2 separate regions of the Neogale vison genome follow, and region 2 is linked to region 1. The links are chromatin contacts, called in public Hi-C maps. All regions are on one chromosome and are shown on one strand. The core of a region is the stretch at or near the end of the contact, and the rest is flanking DNA. Distances in the headings are between cores, read along the strand shown. Region 1 holds the start of POGZ (pogo transposable element with ZNF domain). Region 2 holds the start of SNX27 (sorting nexin-27).

Region 1 (3,604 bases), core at 807-3,306:
TAAATCTAAAACAAACAAACAAAACAAAACCTTGCTTTCCTAGATTATACCACCAAAATCTAGGTGGGGGTGGAAACAAACAAAATCCTGTTCATCCCAAGAATCTCCATCTGTTCTTTTAGTTTGAGATACACCACCACCATGACTGTTATAACGATACTTTACGGGGAAGGAAATTAAGGACGTAAATTGTCATTTAATTGTTTTAATATTATATACTGAGCACTTTTACACTAAACCAATAATTCTAATGGGGTGGTTACCTCAGCCAAAGGGCTGCAAGTTAAAAATGTAAAAAAGATGGCACTGCCTAAGAGTCTCCCAAAGAGACTTGGGGATGAGGGCCCCCAAGGAGCTCTTTCAGCAATCTCCAAGGAACTTTATAAGTATCCCAAAGTTAAAGATTGTGCGACCTAGTTCGAATTCAGAGTCCAACTCCCAGTCCCAAGAGCAGCTCAGGGTCTGGAAATTCAACGTCGTTCATCAGGAAGCAGCCCTGTCTGCCCCTGCCATTTCCCCTCCCTCTAGAAGGGAAAATCCTTTGAAAGTAAAACCATTTCTCTGGGGTTTTGAGCTGCGGTGGGAGGTGTCTAAAAAAGAGTGTTGCAGACTAGTTTACAATCTGCAACAAGAAGGCAGTTGTTCTGAGATGGTAGAACTCTTTCCCAATTTCCATTTCGAAAACGAGACTGGGTTAATTGACTTCCATGACTCTTCTCAGCTCTACCTTTTTCTGAGCTGAGAACGTCCAAAAAAAAGTGAGCAGAGATACGTCCAGTTATGTCCTGTTAATAACTCCGCGTCTGATGGGAGAGGAAATCAGGGCAACTCGCAGAAAGGAAGGAAAAGCAGGTGGATCAACGACACCACTCCTTTCCAGTAGGTGCTGAGAATCTAGAAAAAATAGTCCCTTGGATAAACATGGCGCCCACCGCGGCAGGATATAATCATCAGAAAATAAAAGATTTTTCCGCCTCATCCCATCTTATAAATCACGGCGCCAACCCAAAGAAATTTTAGGACCAAGGAAGAAGACTTTGTAAACTAACCGCAGTGCACTAAGGCTTAAGATGTACTACTGAACCGAGCTGAGATTACATAACACAAGGGAGCGGCACAGCGATCACTCATTTTCCTCCTCGCGCTCAAAAAGGCCGCCCCACTCCTTCGCCGGCGGGGGCGCGGCGGGAGAACCGAGCACTACCCCCCACCCCGGGACGTCACCTCGCCGCGGCCTCGCCCCCTCGCCCCCTCGCCCGCCCCTCCCGTCGCGCCCTGCAGTCTCACAGCCGCCCGCGCCCCCGCCCCCTTCCTCGCGGGCCGCCGCCTGCGCCCGCGCCCGCCCACTCCTTCGAGACGCCTCGCGCCGGGCGTGCGTGTGGACGTCGGGTGTGTGCGGGGCCGTGGGGCGCGAGTGCGCGCGCGCGCGCGCCGTGCCGGACGCCGGGGGGCGGGGGCGGGCGGCCGGCAGGCAAGTAGGGGCTGCCCGGCCCGACCCGCCGCGCGGCTACCGCGGCTCCCGGGGCGCACGCACTCACACTCGCGCTCGCGCGCCGCGCCCCACGCCCGCCGCCACCGCGAGCCGCACCGCCACTTGCGGGGGGGCGGGGGCGCGCGCCACCGGGCCCCCGCCCCCACCCCTCGCGCACCCGCCCCATCCCCCTCTCATTGTCTCGCCTCGGAGCGCCTCGCCTAGCGAAAAGATAACGGAACCCTCGGGAGAAGGGGGTGGGGAGAGAGAAGTCTCGCCCGCTCGCTCACTCACCTCCCGTGGTCGTCGCCGCCGGTAGTCTGACCCGAAGAAGGCGCCGTCGCCTTAAAGGGACCTTGCACCCGGCGCCGGGAGAAGGGGGTGGGAGCAGGGGAGGGGACGGGGGCTTGGGGGAGACGGCTGAGAGGGAACCGTTGAGAGCTCGTCTCCCCGAGGGTGAAAGAAACCTCCCTCGGGTTCGAGTGATTTGGGGTGGATTTTTTTTCCCGAGGGGGGCGGGGGGGCCCCGAGGGAGGGGGTGGGGGGGCCAAGGAATGCGGCTCCGTGTACGGGAGCTGGCGCGGGGGAGAGAAACGCCGACTCCCCCCACCGACCCTCTCGCCCCGCGGAGGGATACGTCTCGTCACTTCCGCCCTCCCCCTCTCGTGGCCTTTCAATTGGTTGGAGCGTGTGGCACGTCATGGGCTCATCCTAACTCCTGCCTGGGCTTCTTTCTAGTCAAGTTTGTCTGGGCCTGCAAATAAATAAATAAATAAATACTTTTTTTTTTTTTTTTTAATGAAATAAAGAATAATTAGCTTCAGAAGCAACATATAAATTTTGGTGAGAAAAATGGCATTTCCAAAGAAAAGATTGCCCAAATCACTTGCCTCACTTTCCAAGTAAATTTTGGGAATCTCCTCACTTTCCAGCCAAGGCTTGAACCTAACCAAGAGGGGAACCTCATACCTCAGGCCAGATGGTGAGGCCCAATGGCACCAACAACTGTCATTAGAACAAAGGCAGCAAAATGGCACACACTCTTCCTCAGGAGGCATTCAGCCAAGTAGCCTTATGGCATTAGCCTTAAGTAAAGAACTTTTAAGATCCATTTTTATTCTGAGGGCTTCTGGATTCTGGAAAAAGATCGCATATATTGTTTATCAAAGTCATTCATGTATGGAAACTACTTTGAAGCCATTTTCAATAGACTCAGCAGAGATCCTCCATTCTAAGAAAACGTAGATTCCACATCTGTGCTTTTTGGTCCAATTGAGGCTGAGATGGATTGGCCCAAAGAAACCAATGGGTCCAGTCAAGACCATCCTCCTGTAATTCTTCCCCAAACAAAAAGTAACTTCCAGGTAGCTAAGAAATTTTGTCCTTTTTTACTTCTAGAGTTGATAATATTGTAATATTTTCCTTGGATATGTGAGTATATTGTTGCTCTCCAAGCAATACACAAATACTTGCTCCAAACCAAATGTAAATTGAAGTACTTCATGCAAGTCTGGGGAGATTCAGAACCATATTTATTCATTTTTTTATGTATGTACATTCCATTTAAACCACCAGACCAAAAATAGGCCATGGAAGTAGGCATTACAAATTGTGCACCCATGCAGGTGTGTGTACATGATGCCACCCATTTTCATTCCACTTCATCTCATTTCATACCAAGAATGTGTGAATTATTTCAGCTTGTCATTTTTAGCAAGATCTTTATTATTTGGATTGGGAAAAAAAAACACTAATCCTTCTGAAAGTGCTTCTGAAGCCTTTCCAGACCTGATCTGGAAAAGTCCATGATGGGATTATGGAATCAATCACCGGAAGAAAAATTCTACATGAAGCTCAAATCCTATTTTATGCTTTCCTGCAGTAATTATACTTCATTATAATATTATTTGCCTCTGAAATATTCTTGTTGAAATGTATTTGGCCATACTGAAAATTCTAGCTCATCCTCTCTGCCAATGAGGTCTAGTCCAGCGGACTGTATGGCACACTGTTGACCAATAACCATTAGTGTATCATGCTGAAAATGTGTCATGTATCTATTCACTTCTTCACTACATTTTTTATTGAGTACTTTGCTATATGCAAGCACTGGTCTAGGTGTTGGGAATACAG
Region 2 (3,575 bases), core at 282-2,781, 140 kb after region 1:
CTTCACCAGGGTCAATTCTCAAGGTTGCATTTAGAGTGAGCAACTTTAAGGAAAGAAGTAATGTCTCCCTACAGGACAGAGAACAGGTTTGTCATTGCTTCCTATGAAAAGGCAGTTTTCCCCCAACTCAGTGTTCCTTGGTTGTGCACAACCAAGTAAGTGCACAGCCTTCATGTGAGCCCTTGTAAGACCTGGGGGAAGAGGAATTGACACAACTGTTGAAGCTCATGTTGCTTCCTGTGTGGTAATAGCCCTTTGTCTCCGACCCAGTAATTCTGTGTCTTTTGTCAGCATCCACAAAACAGTAACAGACTGGGCACCTGAGTGGCTCAGTGGGTTAAGCCGCTGCCTTCAGCTCGGGTCATGATCTCGGGATCCTGGGATCGAGTCCCACATCGGGCTCTCTGCTCAGCAGGGAGCCTGCTTCCTCCTCTCTCTCTCTCTGCCTGCTTCTCTGCCTACTTGTGATCTCTCTCTGTCAAATAAATAAATAAAATCTTTAAGAAAAAAAAAAAAACAGTAACAGACTAACTTATGTCGAGTCACAGACATCAGTCAGGAGGGTAAACTGAAATACCAGACTCGAGTACTAAGTGCTTAAGTAAACTATTTTCATTATTTTGGCTCTTGCTCTTCTTTCTTGCCTTTGCTGGGCATTCTGCACACTCTCTGTGAGTGTGCATTTGGGTAGGTAGCTGAAAAGCATCAACTGGGCCATTGGCCAAGAATTCTACAGTGCTGTTTGGGGAAACAAAATAAATCAGAAATAAAGGATTACTTCAAAATCATTGCCCAATTTAAATTATTACTTAGCCCCTCTAATATCCAGTTCTAAATCGCCGAGACTGTAGTTTTCTCTGCATACATTTTCTGTATACTTGGAGTATAGTTTTTATATAGTTACAACACGTGAAAGTTGCGAAAAAATAACCGGGTCTTATTTCCTGTTAGCTAATAGCTGAATGAGTTTGGGCTCTCTACAGTTCAGTTTCCAAATAAGTGAAATACAGAAATGAATTCATGATCCACTCAGCTCACAAGGTTGTTGGGGCCACGGAATAAAATAATGTATGCTAACACAGAAGGTACTGAACAAATGAGTTGTTATGATTTAAGGTTGCAACTTAAGGCTGTCGAGTCACAAACATCAGTTTATCCTAATATTTTGCTTTAGAGGCTACAAAATGAGTTCTGAAATGAAAGAAGAAAAAAACTTGACCGCATGTCAACAGTTGAAACAGTCCGCCGCACTCGATGCAGTGTTAGTCGCCCAAACTACAACTCCCGTCAGGCTTTGTCCCCGAACTACGTCACACATAACCTCCGCTCCGCCCCGGGCCCTGCCCTCACCCCCGCCCCCACCGTCCAGAAACTACAACTCCCAGGAGGCGCCACGGGCCTAACCGTCCGTTTCCCCCCGCCCCCAGCCTCCCCTTTACCCCCTCCGGCGGCTCTGTGACGGACTCGGGTCCCGCGGGTGGCGGAGCGGGCGCGCGCGTAGGGGGGTCGCGCGGCTGCTGAACAGAGCGAACGCGCGCGAATAGGGAGTGGAGGCGTAGGGGGGCGGCGGTAGGGCTCGCTCGCTCGCAAGATGGCGGACGAGGACGGGGAAGGGATTCACCCCTCAGCCCCTCACAGAAACGGGGGTGGCGGCGGCGGTGGGGGGTCCGGGCTCCACTGCACCGGGAACGGCGGCGGGGGAGGCGGCGGCCCGCGGGTCGTGCGCATCGTCAAGTCCGAGTCCGGCTACGGCTTCAACGTGCGGGGCCAAGTGAGCGAGGGCGGGCAACTGCGGAGCATCAACGGGGAGCTGTACGCGCCGCTGCAGCATGTGAGCGCCGTGCTGCCCGGGGGGGCGGCCGACCGGGCCGGGGTGCGCAAGGGGGACCGCATCCTGGAGGTGTGAGTATCTGGGCGCCCGCCGCCCCACCCCGCCCCGCCCCCTCCGGCCGTCCCTGCATCTCACTCTACCCCTGTCGCGCTCAGGCCCCACTGTCCCCCCCTCCCCCCTCCAGCCCCGGAACCGGCCCTAGGGACTCCGTTCCCCTCAGGCCCCGCACCTCCTTGGGGTTGACCCTTTCACCTCCCGGCTCCCAGGGTTTTCGCAACCCGCACCTCCCTACTTGTAACCAGTCTACGTCCCTGCGCCCCCGCTGTTTTTACCCCTGCCCCCATTCTTCTGCCTTCTTTTCGGCCCCATTGCTTTACCCCTGGGTATGCCGCTCTCTTCCCCTCGCTGCCCTCATAATGGACTTCTGTCCCCTGCTGACGGAATCTCCTTTTCTGACTCCCCAAGTTTTCATCTTAAGCATCGTAGTTTTTGTTCGCCGCTGCGGTCAACCCTCATGGACCGTCCCTCTGTCCTCTAGACCAAGTAGGCAAACCTGTGATCGGCTCCCACTTTTCCTGCGGAAATATCATCCCTCTACTGCACTCCTTTTGCTTTCCTTAGTTACCCTCTCCCGTGGTTAAGCACCCCCTCATTTTTTCTATCCTGCCTTGTGTCCCTTTCCCCCCCTCCCTTTTGATTTCACACTCCCAAGAGGGTACCTTCTTCTCTGATCCTTGCTTGCATGCCTTTGTTTTTGTTTTTGTTTTGGTGGTGGAGGAGGGTGTCTCTGACACTAGTTTCTTTACACTATTGTGTAAAGAATATCCCATCTCACACAAGCATTTCGAATCTAGTGTCTACCATTTCCATGTACCTCTGTGAGCATCCGTATTCTGAGCCCCCCCCCTTTTCTGATCTTCATTTTTGCACCAAACTCCTTTTTAGTCAGGATTATGGTGGAGCTCTCCTTCATTCCTGCTTCCCCCCAAATTATGCTCCTCTTTCGGGTCTTTGACCTCCTTACTTTATTGGGGCATGCCCTTTATATTCTCTCTTACTACATCCTCTTGTGATCCCACGCTTGAGTTTATCCTATTCTTTATCTCCTCCAGGCTGCTTTCACTTCTCAGTTTAGGCTCTTGCTGCTGCTGCAACCCATCCTCTTCCTACTGCAGCCCCTCCACCTTCATACTCCTTCAACCTTACTTCGCACTGCATCCCAGAGCTCTGCTGCCTTGTCTTCCTGTGTTTCTGTGCAGACCTCCTCCATCACTCTCATCCAGGTTTTACCTTGATGCCTTTATACTTTGTATTAAAATTTATATAGTGATTGCTGGTTGACTCTCATTACCTCCATTCTCCTCAGCAGTCTTCAATCCTGTATCTCTTGTGTTCTTACTGAACCTTATTTTTTCCACACTTTTGCCCTCTCCCTCAGTGCTTGGATTTGTCCTCATGAGGTCTTTCTCATTTTTTATAAATGTTATTTTAGTTATAATTTCCACAACCTTCAGTCTCTCCTGTAGGAAAACAGTAGGTTTGCCGAAGTTTTCAAAGAGGTTAGTATCATGAGGATCTAGCCTATTTGAGGAGTCCCTCCCTTTTTATTTACCTCATCACCCCTGCCCTTATCCTCTACACACTTTCTCTGTGGAACTCACTCATTCTGTTTACTCTTACCTTCCACCTGAAGAAAGAGTAGCTCATCAAAATAATTGTTTGGAGCTATTTAACTTTCCATTTA

Evidence for each region. A called contact is a pair of places that touch in the nucleus more often than the background predicts.
Region 2: a contact with region 1 is called in a Hi-C map of muscle, with 2.5 times the contacts expected there. The contact joins the promoter of SNX27 here to the promoter of POGZ in region 1. A contact is called at or near these places in 2 of 3 Hi-C or Micro-C datasets (fibroblasts and muscle).

Annotation. Positions count from the first base shown.
Region 1 is chr2:107,915,377-107,918,980 of ASM_NN_V1, forward strand. POGZ (pogo transposable element with ZNF domain) reads right to left here and starts at 2,057. Exons shown (of 19, transcript XM_044239226.1): 1 at 1,766-2,057.
Region 2 is chr2:108,053,656-108,057,230 of ASM_NN_V1, forward strand. SNX27 (sorting nexin-27) reads left to right here and starts at 1,532. Exons shown (of 12, transcript XM_044239241.1): 1 at 1,532-1,902. The coding sequence starts at 1,592.